Regions from separate parts of the Sus scrofa genome. Here region 2 is linked to region 1. The links are chromatin contacts, called in public HiChIP or PLAC-seq maps. All regions are on one chromosome and are shown on one strand. Each heading gives the region's core, a stretch centred on a gene start, on an enhancer-like site or on the middle of the called end of the contact. The rest is flanking DNA. Distances are from core to core; before and after follow the strand shown. Region 1 holds the start of TNRC18 (trinucleotide repeat-containing gene 18 protein). Region 2 holds the start of FSCN1 (fascin actin-bundling protein 1).

The links. HiChIP or PLAC-seq counts read pairs in DNA pulled down with a chosen protein or histone mark.
Region 2: a contact with region 1 is called in an H3K27ac HiChIP or PLAC-seq map of skeletal muscle. The contact joins the promoter of FSCN1 here to the promoter of TNRC18 in region 1. A contact is called at or near these places in 3 of 47 Hi-C or Micro-C datasets (brain, embryonic fibroblasts and skeletal muscle) and 2 of 2 datasets of contacts at active chromatin or transcription factors (alveolar macrophages and skeletal muscle).

What each region holds. Positions count from the first base shown.
Region 1 is chr3:3,994,174-3,997,953 of Sscrofa11.1, reverse strand. It overlaps TNRC18 (trinucleotide repeat-containing gene 18 protein), which reads left to right and starts at 1,756. Exons shown (of 32, transcript XM_021086041.1): 1 at 1,756-2,162. LOC110260072 (bcl-2-binding component 3-like) reads left to right here. Exons shown (of 7, transcript XM_021087964.1): 3 at 325-427; 4 at 2,006-2,162; 5 at 2,414-2,459; 6 at 3,747-3,780.
Region 2 is chr3:4,132,298-4,136,077 of Sscrofa11.1, reverse strand. FSCN1 (fascin actin-bundling protein 1) reads right to left here and starts at 1,905. Exons shown (of 5, transcript NM_001146300.1): 1 at 951-1,905. The coding sequence starts at 1,782.

The DNA of each region.
Region 1 (3,780 bases), core at 507-3,006:
AATTTATACTGGAATTAAATTAGACACCCCCAGTTCGCTCTCCAAGCCTACCCCCCCTTCTTTTTCTAAAAGTGGAGGAAAGAAAATAGAAAAAATTGGCGCTTAACTAGCTCATTTTTCCCTCCCTCCCAGAAAAGTTGCCTTAAAAATGGATTGGAGGAAAAAAGAAAAAAAATAGAACAAGCGATGCCAAAACGCTGAGTCCGCAGCGCGGGGCGAAAGAGCGGGCTTCTCTTGTTTTAATTAAAATCTAATCACCGCGGTTGCTCTCCGAGGCAGGATCGGCAAGGATTTCTGCCCCTCCAGGCTTCCCTCTGAGGGTAGGTAATGCCTAGCCGGGCACCGGTCCCTGTGGGGCTGCGGAGAGAGGGTGCGGGCCCCCAGGACTGCCCCTCCGACCGCGTCCGCACTCTGCGCCCGCGGCCAAGTAGGTTGCCGCGGGCAGCTCCCGGCGACTCAGCCCAGAAAGGATTTTGCTGAAAGTGCAAAATAAAAGTACAAAGTCTGGGGGATTGGGACTCCCCTCCCCCTCCGGCCGCCGCGGCCAGCCAAGCACTTTTTGGGCTTGGCTGCTGCTTCCTCTGAGCTCAACAGATTTTTTTTTTTTTTTTCCCGGTCTCGCCCTCCCTGGAGGGGGCGCGGCGGATGGAAGGCGAGAGAGCCCCCAGCCAAGAGGTTTTTAATATTACACTTTAATAGGTTTCAGAAGGCCCCGTGGAGAAATGCTAATAGGCTGAAATGTCAGAATCGAGAGGGAGTCAGTTCGCGCTCAGCCGATCTAATCCTTTTTTCTGCTCTGATTTTTTTTTTTTTTGCGGGGGGTGGAGAGAAAGGGAGGGGAGCGCCCACGCAAAGAGAGCCTTTGGGGAGGGGCGCGGTGAAAGCTCCGCAGCCGGGCCGAGAAAGGGGCGCGCCCTGGCCCGCGTTTCTATAGGAACCCCTTTTAGAAGATTAGAGACTCACCCGCTGCCCGCCGCCGTGGCCTTTCCAAAATATTAATCAGTAACCATCTGACACCGCGTTTCAGGGAGGAACCCGCAGACCCGGGCTCGGAAAACGGCCTTCTCGCCTGCCCATCCCACCCAACCGCGTTGCAGGGGAAGAGGGAATGAATCGCAGCTTTGTTTTAAAGTGGGGGGGGGAGAGGGAAAAAGCAGCCCTTGTCTGTTTTGGCGTCTCCACCGCGCGTTCTAGAAGGCGCGCCCCAAGGGAGGTGGGGAGCCGGGGGCCTGGGCGCGGGGTGCAGCAGCCCGCCAGGCCCCAGGCCCTTCCCGGCCCGCTCGGCCCGTCACCTCCTCCTGCGAGCAGGAAGCTGACAGGCGGCCCATTAAACCGCGCCTTGCAAAGCCCTGGATTGCGGCGACAACCATCTTCCTCTATTTTGATCACTCAGCCCAGACGCTGGGGAGGGGGGGAGGAAAAGGGAGGAGGAGGAAGGGGGGGGCCCAGAGCTGGTGGAGGGGGAGGAGGGCTGCCTAGAAACGGCCCGGAAAAATTCTCACCACCAGTTTTGATCATTCAACCCCGCCGAGGGGAGCCTGGAAACTGCTGGAGCCCCTAGGTCCGTAATTGGTTTTATAGGAATGGCTGGGGGCCAAGGTGTTTACATGCGCGTGATTGGCGGCGCGCGCGACCAATGGGTGGCGGCCGGAGGCAGGCCTTGGGGGGAGGCGGGCACCCGGGAACAATGCGTGTTTCTTCGCTGGAGAGTGCTCCCCTCCCCCAGCCTCCTCCTCCCCCCCCGCCTTTTTTTTTTTTTTTTTTTTTTAGCTCCAGCGAGAGGAACTTGAAAGGGGGGTTGTGTAATGTACCTTTTCCAATCCCGGGCTGTATATGGAGATTTGGGATTCTTTAAACCGGCGCTACCTGGATTTTATTAAAAAGCGGGGAGCTCGGCGGGAGGAAAGCTGGCTTTTCCGGGGGCTGCGGGAGCCCGGCCGCGGGAGGGCGGAGGAGTTGGCGCGCCGAGCGCTCGGCCTGGGGAGCGGTTTTCTACCAAAAAAAGGAAAGGCGGGCAAAAAGTGTGAGGCGGCTGCGGGTGGCGAAGGGGAGCAGCGGCAGCGGGATGGCGGGCAGCACGGGAGCCTAGCCGAGCCGGGAGCCGGGGCCGCCGCCAGAGTCGCCGGAGCCGGAGCCCGAAGCCGGGAGCCCTGCAGCGCCAGGTACGCCGCCGGGTCGCCCGACCGCCCCTGGCCGGGCGCAGTGGTCTCCAAACTTCTCCAGATGGCCCCCCACCTCTCCTTCCCCTCGGGCTGCGCCGGGGATCCCCACAGCTCTCCGGCTCTCGAGAACTCAATCGGGGGGTCAGGGCCGGCGTAGTGGGGCGCCCTGGGAGGGGTGGGGGCGAGGCCCTGTGCCCCGGACGCCCACCTGAGCCCCCAGCTCTTCTCTATCTTGCCCAGCCCTTCTCTAGCCCGCCCAGCTCGGCCGAGGGGCGTCGGTTCCCTCCTCGGTTCCCGGTAGGCGGCGGGGGAGCCAGGGACGCCGAGACGTTTTCGATTATAGGCTGTTTTTAATTAAAAGCCGGAATTCAGCCATTTTAACTGCATTTAAGAGGGGGAGAAAAGTAGGGAGAACGCAGCGGAGCCCGCAGATGGCCAAACCAGCTTCTCTGCCAGAGCAAGGGTGTTTCGGGGGGCTTCACCTCGACTTCCCCAAAGTGGGGCGCCGGGGCATGCCCCGCAGCGCTGGCTTTTAAAAGAAAGCTACACAAAGAACATTTTTTTTTCTTTTTTAAAATCACGGAACGCTTCTCGCCTCTTTGAGGCAGTATCTTCGGATGTGGCGATCTTAGATTTTTCCAAAGTAAACGCGGATCTGGTAACCGGAGCCTGATGGGAGAGAGCAAGGGAGGGAGGGAGGAAGAGGGTGTTTGTAACCAAAACCAGGTTAAAATAAGCACCCTTAGGAAAGTTGGGGAGGAAGGCTGGAGTAGGCCGGGGTGGGGGGGGTCTGCAGCTCGGGGGGCTGGGCGCTGGTCGCGGGGCGCAGGGCGGGCACCCGGGAGCCGATGGCTTTGGCGTGATCCTCGGCTCTAGGAGCGGCCGGCCTCTTGGAATCAGGAATCCGAGCTGCTGCGGGCAGGCGGAGAGCGAGGGCAGCCTTGGCTCCCAGACCCCCTCCCGCCCCCGCGGGAATCGGCAAACGGCAAATCTTTTCAACAAATAGCTTTAAACGGGAACTACAGGGGGATTTGCCCAGCGCTGGGGGAGGCGCCCCTGGGTCGGCCCGCGCCGCCAAGGTTTTCTTCGTAGGTTGTTTTGGGGGGAGTGGGGGAAGCTAGGGTCGGAGGGAGACCCTCGAATCTTTCCCTTCGCTTCTGACGCCCCCCAGATCCCCCGCGCCAGGCCACGTCCTCGGCGCAGGATTCCCAGGCCAGGGCGTTGGAAAATGAAACTAAGGCTTGTTTTGAAGGATTCTTTCCAGTCCTCGGGCGAGAATGCCACGTCTCGGGTCCTCGGACTTAGACTCTGCGACTCACAGTGGCCCGAGGAGGGTGGCGCGAGGGCCGACGAGTCCCCTTAAAAATAACAAACCCGCTTAGCACCCTCGCTCGCGAAAAAACTACAAACTCCCAGGCTCCGGTCGAGCTCCGGGGAACCCAACTCCGAAAAGGGAGACGAGGGCCCATAAAGGTTAAATATTAAACTTTACGGATCAGATAGTGACATCGTGTTTAGGGAGACATTTCAAACTGCTCGTGGCAAGGGTTCACGGTTTGAAACCCCGGAGCCTATGACGCCCAGGAATCCAACACACTCTGGAGGTTTGTATTGACGC
Region 2 (3,780 bases), core at 656-3,155, 140 kb before region 1:
GACAGGGTGCCTGGCGAGCCGCCAGCCGCGCCACGCCGTTCCGGAGCCCGGGGCGCGAGGAGGGAGGCCGCCTCCTGGGGCGACTTCGGAAGGGGCACTGGGCCTGGGGGCGACGCGGTGGCGGGGGAGGGGGGTCTTCGGCAGGAGGGACCCGCGGAAAGCCCATCCCCTCCCCCACCCCGCCGCATCTGGTTTTCCCATCTGCAGAGACCGAGCAGGACAAAGGGGGCGAGGGAGGGCCCTGTCGAGGAGCCCGCCCCCCGGCTCACAAAGGCCGCGGCCTCGAGCGCGGGGCAGACGCGGGAGGAGGGGCCGGGGGGAAGGGCAGACCCTCGGGGCGACCCCCTTCCCGCAGAAGCCAACCCCTCCCGGCCGAGAGAGGGGGTGGGGAAAGGCCCAGGGGGCCAGGAGGTGGAAGTGCACCCTGCAGAGATCAAAGCTCCCCTATCCCGCCGGCGAAAGGCTGCCCAAAGGGAGCTGGGGCACGCCCTGCGCCGGAGGCGACCCCTCGCCTCCGCCCCTGAGCTGAAGGCCCGCTGACGGGGGCGGGGGTAGGAGGGGGGGCACGAGGAACGGACAAGGGGCGTCCCCTCCCCAAGACTGGGTCTGCAGATACCCGGGATCTGCGCGGGGAGGGAGGACCCGGACTGGGCGGGGAGTTCGGAGGGCGCCACTTGGGGTGGAGCCTAAGCGCGGCCTAGGGAGTCCCAACTCCACGGCGGAGTGGGGGCTGTGCCTCTGCACCCAAGGACAGGGAAAGCCGCTTCCTCGGGGCCGGAGCGCACGGCCCGCGGCGGGGTGGGGTGGCCCGCGCGCCCAGCGGGGGCTCGCCGGGCGTCGCTCGGGATGGCAGACGCGCCGCGGGCGAGAAAGGGCGGGAGGCTGTGGGGACGGGGGTGGGGTGCGCTTTGTGCACAGCCCGAGAGGCGGGGGGCGGCGTCCCCACTCACCCTGGCGCGTGGACACGTTCCTCTCGTTGGCAGCCTGCAGCACGACTTGGGCGCAGCTCTGCTCCAGGGCGAAGAGCTCGTCCTTGCCCACCTTGGTGGCCTTGCCCGCCTTGAGCGTGCCGCTGGGCCCCGACGGCGCCAGGTAGCGGCCCTCGCAGTCGCGGAAGGCCACCTTGCCGGAGCGGAACTCGAGAGTGTAGCCTGTGGCGGGCTCAGGTTGCTCCACTAGGCGCCCGTCGTGGCGCAGGAAGCGGTGGTCGGCCGTCTGCAGGCTGTAGCGCTGGTCCTGGAAGGCCAGCGTGATGAGCGAGTCGACGCCCCAGGGCACGTCGCGGTCCACTGAGATCTCGTCGGCGGGCCGGGCGCTCAGGTGCGCGTAGCGCTTGCGGGCCAGGCTGTAGATGTTGACCTGCGGGTGCATGGCGATGTGCACGCTCCACTTCTCGGCCGGTGACACGGTCTGAGCGAAGCACGACAGGCGGTCCTCGGTGCCGCCAAAGTAGCGCCGGTGCGCCTCGGACTGCAGTGACCAGCGGCCGTCGTCGTGCGCCACGATGAGAAAGCGGCAGTCGGCGTCGGGCACCTCATGTTCGCAGGTCACGTTGCCATCCTTGTCCGCCGCCAGGTAACGGCCCAGGTGGCTGCGCAGGCACATGGCTGCACCGCCCGCCTCGTCGGGCGGCTGCTCCAGCGTCCAGATCTGCTTCTTCTTCAGGCTGCTGGCCGAAGCGTTCACCTTGAACCCGAACGTCTCGGCCGTCAGGTACTTGTTGCTGCAATTGATGAGGCCGAACTGGATCTGGAGGGCCTCGGCCGTGCCGTTGGCGGTCATGGTGGCGGCGGGCTGGAGGCCCCGGCGCGGCCCGGGAGGTCGGTGGCGGGTCCCTGCGGCGGCGCCCTGCTCCTTTGTTCTACTGCCGCGGCCGTGCGCGCACCCTCAGCAGCGCTCTACAAAGCCGGCCCGTGGCGCCCTAGCCCCTTTATAAGCGGGGTGACGTCAGCGCCGCGAGGTCCCGCCCCCGCCCCGCCCCGCCCCGGGACGCGCCGAAGAGGGGGCGCGGGGACCCGGGGAGCGAACAGGGTCGCGCAGGGGCTGGGAGAGGCGCGGGTGGCGGCTCGGCTCGCAGCGTCCTCTCCTTCGGCGCGGCCGGCCTCTGCGGTTCCCCCCACTTCGGGCCGCCGCCCACTTCCCCCAATGCCAGGGCCCCACCCTCGCAGCGCCGCAGCCTGAGGACTCCCTCAGAGCCAGGGACCCCTCGGAGGCCCCCTACCCCAAGCCCAGCCGGGAGAAAAGCCAGCCAGGTTTGAGGCTGTGATGGAGACGGTGGAGAGCCGCAGAGCCATCAGAACTAGGACGAGGCGGTCCGGAGGCTGCTCAGATGAGGTGGCCTTAGAGCAGAGCCTTGAAGGAGCTGAGAGGGGACCCTCTAAGGGCCTGTGGGCGGAAGGGATGGGAGGAGGACACCAGGAGCTGGGGAGGGCCCTGCAGACCCCAACTCATCCAACCCAGGCCTTGCGGCCTCCCGAACAGAGGCTGTGTTTCTCCGAAGCTGCCTTCCTACGCCTTTGCCCTGAAGGCCACTGAGACCCCTCCCTGTGGCCCAGGTCCCCAGCCCCCCCCTGGCCCAAATAGGTCTCCTTGGTAGTGGAGATGAGTGACAGTGGCCCCATTCTGAGGAGGCAGAAGCCACGGGGTCCTGGTGAGGTTCACCAGGTATGGGGTGAGCAGCGTGCCCTTGTGCTGAGCGGGTCAGAAGCAGGATGCAACTCGGGCAGCACAGCCCTGAGGGGCGGAAACCCGGTCTCCAGCCCAGCACACCTCCCGCTTTATACCCGCCCCCAGGCCCCCACTTCATTGGATGCTGAGCCCAGCACCCAGGAAGGGGTGATGTGGGCTCCTCCTTGAGGGCCTCCGCTCTCCATCCTCCTCCCGCGAAGTGGACCTTCCCTGCAGACGGCCCATCCCCACCCCCGGGGAGGAACACTTCCCTTTTCTGAGCATCTCGGAAGGCCAACACTTTTGCTGGGACATTCCCCACATGCCTGCAGGCCCCTGGAATGCCAGCATGACCACAGGCTGCCCACAAGGTCTCCAGGCCAAAGGCAGAGGGCACTGAAGTAGCTCCCGGGCTGGTTGGGCTGTGCCTGTGCCTCCCAGCCAGGCAAACCCCTCCAGGGATTTTTATCTTTCAGGGGAATTTTGGGTTAACTGTCTCATCATGGTGGGTCAAGTGGGTTAACTGGCAGGGCTGCTGCCTCTCAGTCCGGCCAGGGGCGGGAGCTGGTCCAGGCCTTCCCAGGTGATACTTTCAAGGGGTAGAAAGACTAGCCAGGCGAGCTGGGCGTGGTGGCAGCCTGGCTTCCTGCACTGGGCTTCCTGGGTTCACACAAACCTCCCTGGTTCTTGGTTTTCCCACCTCTCTAAAGGGCATAACGACAGCACCTGCCCCTGGAGAGAAGTTGAGACGACAGAAGCAGCCAACACCCATGACCGTGACTGAGGGGGTCCCTGGGACACGGCCCTCAGTTTTCAAACCAGGAAGGTCTTGGGCAAACCAGACAAGTTGGTGATGACACATGTCAAGCCCCTAGAAAACAGTGCCTGGCACGTCACGTAGTCAGTGCTCAATAAATGCTGGCTGGTCCTGGGGACACAGACAGGCCAGACCCCCTCCAGCCTCCAGGGTCCCCAGGAATCCCCAGGACCCGGTCCTGTCCTGTCGTCTGAGCACTGGTGGAGTACAAGGTTTAGGGTCAATCGGTGAGGAGCAGGAGCCTTGTGCCGACATGCCCAAGAGAGCGGAATGAAATGGGGCAGTGGGGGGATGGG